2 separate regions of the Mus musculus genome follow, and region 1 is linked to region 2. A link is a contact called in public promoter capture Hi-C data. All regions are on one chromosome and are shown on one strand. The core of a region is the stretch at or near the end of the contact, and the rest is flanking DNA. Distances in the headings are between cores, read along the strand shown. Region 1 holds the start of Med10 (mediator complex subunit 10). Region 2 holds the start of Zfp85os (zinc finger protein 85, opposite strand).

Region 1 (3,450 bases), core at 18-2,517, 2.1 Mb after region 2:
CTAGCACATCCATTCCTTCACTGACATTAAAGTCTGATTCTTTGGGATTCCAGTGTATACTGAAGACCAGCAAAGACCAGCTGAGACATCCAGTGTCACGGACTGAACTGAGCAACTACTGGATTCTTGGACTCTCTGTTCACTGCCATCCACCATTGGAATAGCTGGACGGCAGCCTATAAGTTATTCTAATAAATTCATATTACGTGTGCGCTCTCTCTCTCTCTCTCTCTCTCTCTCTCTCTCTCTCTAAGTTCTGTTAGTCTAACACAGAGAACCTGTATACATCCCTTGGCATCCCCATTCTCCCTATTTGTCTCTCTCACTTGTCCCCTTGTCTCTCCTTTCATGAAGGTTGAAAGACTTACTTATATTTCTTCTTTTTGTCCTTCAGGACTGGTTTTCATATCAAATTCACCACCCCTTTTAATTGAATTGTGAAATGTTCCTTTTCTAGCACTTAAAAGTGTCTGCAGAAGTTTGAAATAATTTGTTCTTTAATGTTTGATTAATTTAAAAAGTGAGTTGAAAAGTACCTAGGGCTTAGGTATTTCCTTCTTTCCTTCCTCCCTCCCTCCCTCCCTCCCTTTTTTCCTTCTCTCTTTCCTTCTTTCTTTTCTTTTTGAAAGTGATTGTTGTCTCCTGGCCAGTTTTAAAAAGCATGGCTCTATTTTGACTTTCCCACTTAAATACATTTTCTTATTATGTATTGTGTGTCTGTGTATGCCGTGTGTGGGCATACCTGTGACACAGTACCTGTCTGGAGGTCAGAGGGCAGCTTATAGAATTCTGTTCTCTCCTCCTGCCATGTAGGATTCTGGAGACCAAACTCAGGTTGTCGGGGTTAGCAGCAAGCGTCTTCACCCACTGAACCATTTCACTGGGCCCAGATAATTATCTTTTAAAGAAAATTGCTTACATCTCGCAAGCTTTCCAGATTATGAACATACAAGGTCCACTGTATCTAAATTCTTGTCCTTCAATCTAGCTTTCTTTACTTCCCTGATGAGACTTGTTTTTTCTTTACTGAGAAAAGCTAGGTACCAGCTAAGAGTTTTCATTTTTGCCCCTTTACACATGCCTTTGCTGTGTTTTCCAGGTTAACATTTCCCACACACACAGTTCAGAAGCTTCCAAGCGGGTTTTCCCTTCAAAGGCTTACCCCGTCTCTTGCCCCGCCCATAGCGCCCGGGCCCCGCCCCCAGGAGGCCCCGCCCCCGAGGAAACGGATGTGGGCTTCCGGAAGCCGGAAGCGGGCGAGCACTGTGGACCCGGAGTCGCTCGGAGCTGAGGCTAAGAGGCGGGCGGAGCCGGCGATGGCGGAGAAGTTTGACCATCTGGAGGAGCACCTGGAGAAGTTCGTGGAGAACATTCGGCAGCTCGGCATCATCGTCAGCGACTTCCAGCCCAGCAGCCAGGCGGGGCTGAGCCAGAAGCTGTGAGTGACGGCCCGGCAGGGCTCGGCGCGTCTGTGCGAAGCCCCTGCCCGCCGGCCTTGGGGACCCCACTGGGGCTCTAACGTTCATCCCGGGTCCCCGAGGGGAGGCCGGTTCTATCCTGACCGGACCTCACAGGGGAGGCGAGTTCCGTCCTGACCGGGGCGGACGGGCTCCATCCTGACCCCACTGGAGGCCGGTTCCACCCTGACTCCACTGGGAAGGAGGATCTGACCGCACAGGAGAGGAGGCTCAGTCATGACCCCGCTGGGATAGAGGTAGCTCTAGGTCCATCCTGGCCGGACGTGGAAGGCCGGTTCCACCCTGACCCCATAGGGGAGGAGGATCCCTCCTGACCCCACAGGGGAGGCTGGCACCACTCTGACCCTACAGGACAGTCTGGGACTACCCTGATGCCGTAAGGGGAGGTAGGCACCACGGACACTCCACCCCACCCCACCGCACTGGGGAGGTTGACTTCACACCTCAGGGGGGCCCTGAGCCACCTGCTGCATAGGCCTCGCTGTGGAAGAAGGCCACCACAGAGGGTTGATTTCTTGACAGTATCTTGTGTAGGCCTTGGAATGGCCTACAGGGAAACAACACAGTGTTCAGGAGAAGGCCTCACCGCTTATATATGGGACACTTTCCAGGGATCTGGAGTGGTTCTGGAGGGAGCCGAGGTTCAACCCACTAGGGATGGGCTTTTTCCTTGCTGACTGTGGGTACTGCACTTAAACTGGAGCCCACTTCTCCACGCTGTCTACCCTGAAACTCCATTCAGTGACATGCACTCCAGAAAGCTCTGCTCTCTCTTCACCTCCTTTCTGAGTTTAGAAGGGAAAAATTAAGCATCTGAACATATTTTGTAAGTCCAAAGGTGTCCCCAGAATCCCGTGGCAATTAAGGGTTCAGGTGTGTGCAGCATTAGGGAGGAAGAAGCCTGTTAAGGTAGCTAGCGCCAGTCTCCCGACTTCCCTCTGATCCCAGCCACTGAGCTGCCTTGGTGCTGGTGCTCCTGGGTTAGGAAGGTAACATGAAGGTACAGGCAGAGCAGACAGGTAGTCAGGTTCATCTGGGAGAAGGAAGCCAGCATAGCCCTAGCTGAGACACGGCCAGTCCTGCCTCTAGTGTCTGGACCTGGAAGCCGCCTCTCTGTGTTCCCACCCAGGGGAGACCCTTTTCTGGAATGAGAGACTGCCCAAGAAACCATCTCTACCCACAGTTCAGTCTCTTAAAGCTGGGTACAGGATTGTGTCTCACTTGGGATGTTTACTAAGGTATAGAGTTGTGGTCTTGCCCCTCAAGGAGGGCTTTGTGGGATGGGAACAAGCTGGCGCATTGCCTAGACCAGAGCCTGCTGTGACTGGCCTTGTTCTCTTATCCAGTTCCCGTGGCTATCTCATACCCAGCTGCCACCTCAGTTATCTGCCCCGGTGTCCTTGACCTTGGCCGTTTTAACCCTCAGGAATTGAAGCACAGTGGCCAGTGCCGTGTAGGGGTGTGCTGTGCTGTCCTCTGAACTAACCACGTACCCCACTCTGCCTTTTTCCCAGAAACTTTATTGTTACGGGCTTACAGGACATAGATAAATGCAGACAGCAGCTGCACGATATCACGGTGCCTCTGGAAGTTTTTGAGTAAGTATCACTGGGTCTCTCTGATTCTTGGTTAGCTGTGAGTGCCAGTGAGAGGGAGGGAGGCGAGGCCCAGGTGCCACAGGCAGGACCACCAGTCTTCTAGGGTTGTAGTAGGCTAATGGGGTTAAAAAAGGATAACTCTCTCTCCAGTGTTGTGTTGTTGAGAATAGTGTCACATGAAAATATAAAAACATGCTTCCGAGTTCAGTGGAGAAAGGCCTTCAGGCCACAGGAAAACCTCATAATTCTTAAGAGCTATACCTGGGTGTGATGGCATAAGCCTTTGATCTCAGCACTTGGGAGGCAGAGGCAGATGGATCTCTGACTTGGAGATAAGTTTGGCCTATAGAGAGTTCCAGGACAGCCCAGGCTAG
Region 2 (3,316 bases), core at 329-2,828:
CAAGGGCAGTCATTACCTTACTCTGTAGTGGACCACACAGCTTGTGACAATAGTTTAAAAGAAACTCCCAGAATCCACTGACTAGGCAGAACATGAGCTTCTATCAGTCCAAAAGCTAAAATCTCATCAAATGGTATCTTTGGTGAATAGAACATCTCCCATGTCTCACAGTACATACCTCTATCAGACTCACATCAATGTATTTTAAAATTTACTTGGCTAATGACATTATTTGTTCTGTAAAACCATGAAACTGCTTCCAAGTTGGAGTATGGAATTTTCACTAAACTAAATCTGTCTTCTCAGATCATGGCCAATTAAATGGCTCTGGGCTAAACTATTCTCTTAACCCTTCAAGAGGAGAACTGTGCATTTTGCATGAACAGGAACCTACTATGTGTAAACCTTAAGACCCCCAAGTGTGCTACAGCTTTTGAAATTTATCTTACAGTCTCTCAAAGACAGTACAAAAACTTGGGGAATCCTTTCTAGAACTATCCAGGAAGCATCAGTAAACCAGAAAGCCACATTGAGGGACAGAGTACTTTTAGAAGAGATTAGTCACTGCTGATAATGTGAACAGACAGAAGTAAATCATGTGGTAAGAGAACAATGTTCAGAGCCTGGCCTATTAGCAGAGATATTTTCTCCCTTCCCTTTCAGGCATTCCAGCCCCTCCCTGCGATCTTTCTCTCATCACACAAGTGTACTATCCTATCAGAAATGCAGTCCAAATTTTGAAAAAATAAATATACTCAGATAGTATTATTGGGGCACTGCTGTCTAGTGATTTTAAGCTTAAGTGTAAAATCCATAATTATTTGGATTGTGCCAACATAAGTTCAAAACAATTCCAAGATTATTCTGTAGCTACATAGCCTTGTATTGTGACGACTCAGGTCACAGAGGTGTACATTAGGAATTCCTACTCAACCCGAGGCATCCATAAATCTAACAATTCATTCCAAAAGAAAAGAAACTAACATCCCACACAACAGTCGCCCTCACAAGACTCTCTGTCCCTGGAACTTCCGGAAGTTCTGTAAGTGCTGGGACTCAGACTACAATCACATGAGTAAGGGTCAGCTAGGCAGAGCAAAGTAGAATGCTCCCTTCAGCATCTCCGCACAGGCAGTCAGCAGACCCAGCCTGCCCTTGCCATCCCCTTGTCTCTAACATTCTTCCCGGCCAATCCTGCTCCTAGGGGCAGTGGCCCATCCTAGGTCAACACAGTACCTCCAGGTCGGCGGCCCCCTCGCCCCCCGCCCCCCCCCCCCCCCCGTCTCCCAACCAGCCTGAGCCAGCTCCCTCCGCGCCTGACCCGCCATCCTGCACAGTCCCTCAGATCTGTACGACCGCACTGCTCCCTGCACCAACCTCCATGTCAGGGATCCAAACCCAAGACACTCGATTAACTTTGGGGAGAAGCAAGGTTTAAGAACGAATCCGGAAGTTTGGTACCAACGGCCCCTTCTGGAGTCGTCATAATTGTTGGGACTACATCTCCCACAAATCAGTGTAAAGGACTTCCAGGAACACACCAAAGGAGTTCGGTGCACTGCCTGGGTACCTGCCTAAGTGTGAGCAAGTGAAATTGGAAAGAAACAGGCACATGGGCAGCCACAGGGCATTCGGGCTCTTTTGAAGTGCTGTGGTCTCAGCAAGGGATGTTAGCCTGTGAGTCGAGCCTTTCTCAGTAATGTTAATTATACATGCTAGTTATTTCTGCTAAAACGTGATTTTAAAGCTCAAATCTACTTATGAAATCATACTAACACATGGGAAATCATGCTTTCATGGTCTGCTTTACTTAAAAATAAGGAAGCAGGAAGGTAATGTAGGACTGAGCATTTCTTTAATGAAACCACGCTTGGTGATCCCGCCTGACATGCAGCATCTCAGGTGCTTAAGACAGAAGAACAGGAAATCAAAACTAGTCACCACCGGGTGTTCTCTGAGCACAGGCTTTCCTCCTCCCCATCTCCCAGCAGGAGGCGCAGAGCTCCTGGGATCACACTGGTGAGTCTACTGACTTTTGGTACACTGTGCACTATAGGATTTCCCTTGTTCCCTTTGATGTTCCTTATAGAATTTCCTCTCTCTCCTGATCATGCCATCATTCATGTTTCAGACTATTTAATATTTGGTATCTGTCTTGAACTTCCCTCACTTCTTTAGGAAAGTTTATTCCTGTGCAGTTCATGCTTGAGACAAAGGTATGAACCCCATCCATCACAAGGAAGATTTCATGTTTCTGTGATGCATTCTGATTCACAGGGAAACTGATTCAGAACAGAGACTATGTGAAGTTCCTATCAATTCTTGTATTCCAGGCAGTGTGTTAACCCAGGGATACAGCTCCACTTAGAGAAACTAGAGTCAAGCAGTACATTCACCTGAACACTTGATTGGCATGTCTGTTTAGAATGAGGTCATGACTAGTCTGTACTCCTCCTGAATGCTGCAGTGAAGGGCACTGTCATCAACCATAAGGCCTTAGCATTTCTGGACATGTCTAGGATTCCAGTGTACATGTGCATGTGCGTGTGTGTGCATGTATGTTTGTGTCTGTTACATGTAAACCTACCTGAGAGGGCACTGACTCCTCTGGGAGGTGCTGATCTGTGAGGATGCAGCATTCACCCTCAACTGTTCTGCAGTTTCCATTTCCTCCTAGTGGGATTGGTTAATTCAAGAGGAAGAGGAGGAACTAATATGGTATAGGAACAAAACGAACATGCAGAACCTAACTGAACATACAGGAAGCCCCATTTAGCATGATATTAGGGGCCCAGGCATACTTAGGGAGAGTTTACCACAGTCTGATTCTCAGGCCTTATATGTTTCCTTAGACCATGTTGGCAGTTTCAACTTTATCAGACATACTATCATTTTATAAAAACTTGATTATTTTAGTTTCACCCATACAAACATTCTGGATTAGCTGTGAGATTTGACCAAATTCCTCTAAAATCTATGTTCACTTACAGTAAGCGAAGGAGATTGTTATGTAGTTGAGAGTAGGTAATATTCTTACAGAGCATGAGTTTGTTTTCTAATAATACTGTCCTTGCCCAGGTGACTATGGCATGAGAGAAGGTTCCTGCACAAACGTGGACAAAAGAACGTATGCTAAAAGAAGGAACATTCATAATGTCCATTTGCCAGAGATCCTTAGGTCTGAGTCCTCTGAGATTAACTCCCGTAGGCAAAGAATGATGGGTTTCTGGACAAATGGCTCTTGCCTGACAGCCTGTCTTGTTAAACTACTTGATAGCATAATGCTTCTGCTTGCTCTAAGCTGTACAAATATAAG

Evidence for each region. Promoter capture Hi-C pulls out the DNA fragments that hold promoters and counts their contacts.
Region 1: a promoter capture Hi-C map of pre-B cells shows a contact between it and region 2, with 4 times the contacts expected there. The contact joins the promoter of Med10 here to the promoter of Zfp85os in region 2. A contact is called at or near these places in 2 of 39 promoter capture datasets (frontonasal cranial neural crest and pre-B cells).

Annotation. Positions count from the first base shown.
Region 1 is chr13:69,808,615-69,812,064 of GRCm38.p6, forward strand. Med10 (mediator complex subunit 10) reads left to right here and starts at 1,268. Exons shown (of 4, transcript NM_138596.2): 1 at 1,268-1,438; 2 at 2,993-3,076. The coding sequence starts at 1,317.
Region 2 is chr13:67,727,684-67,730,999 of GRCm38.p6, forward strand. Zfp85os (zinc finger protein 85, opposite strand) reads left to right here and starts at 1,579. Exons shown (of 3, transcript NR_027969.1): 1 at 1,579-2,019. It overlaps Zfp65 (zinc finger protein 65), which reads right to left and starts at 1,490. Exons shown (of 4, transcript NM_145622.2): 1 at 1,378-1,490. The coding sequence starts at 1,383.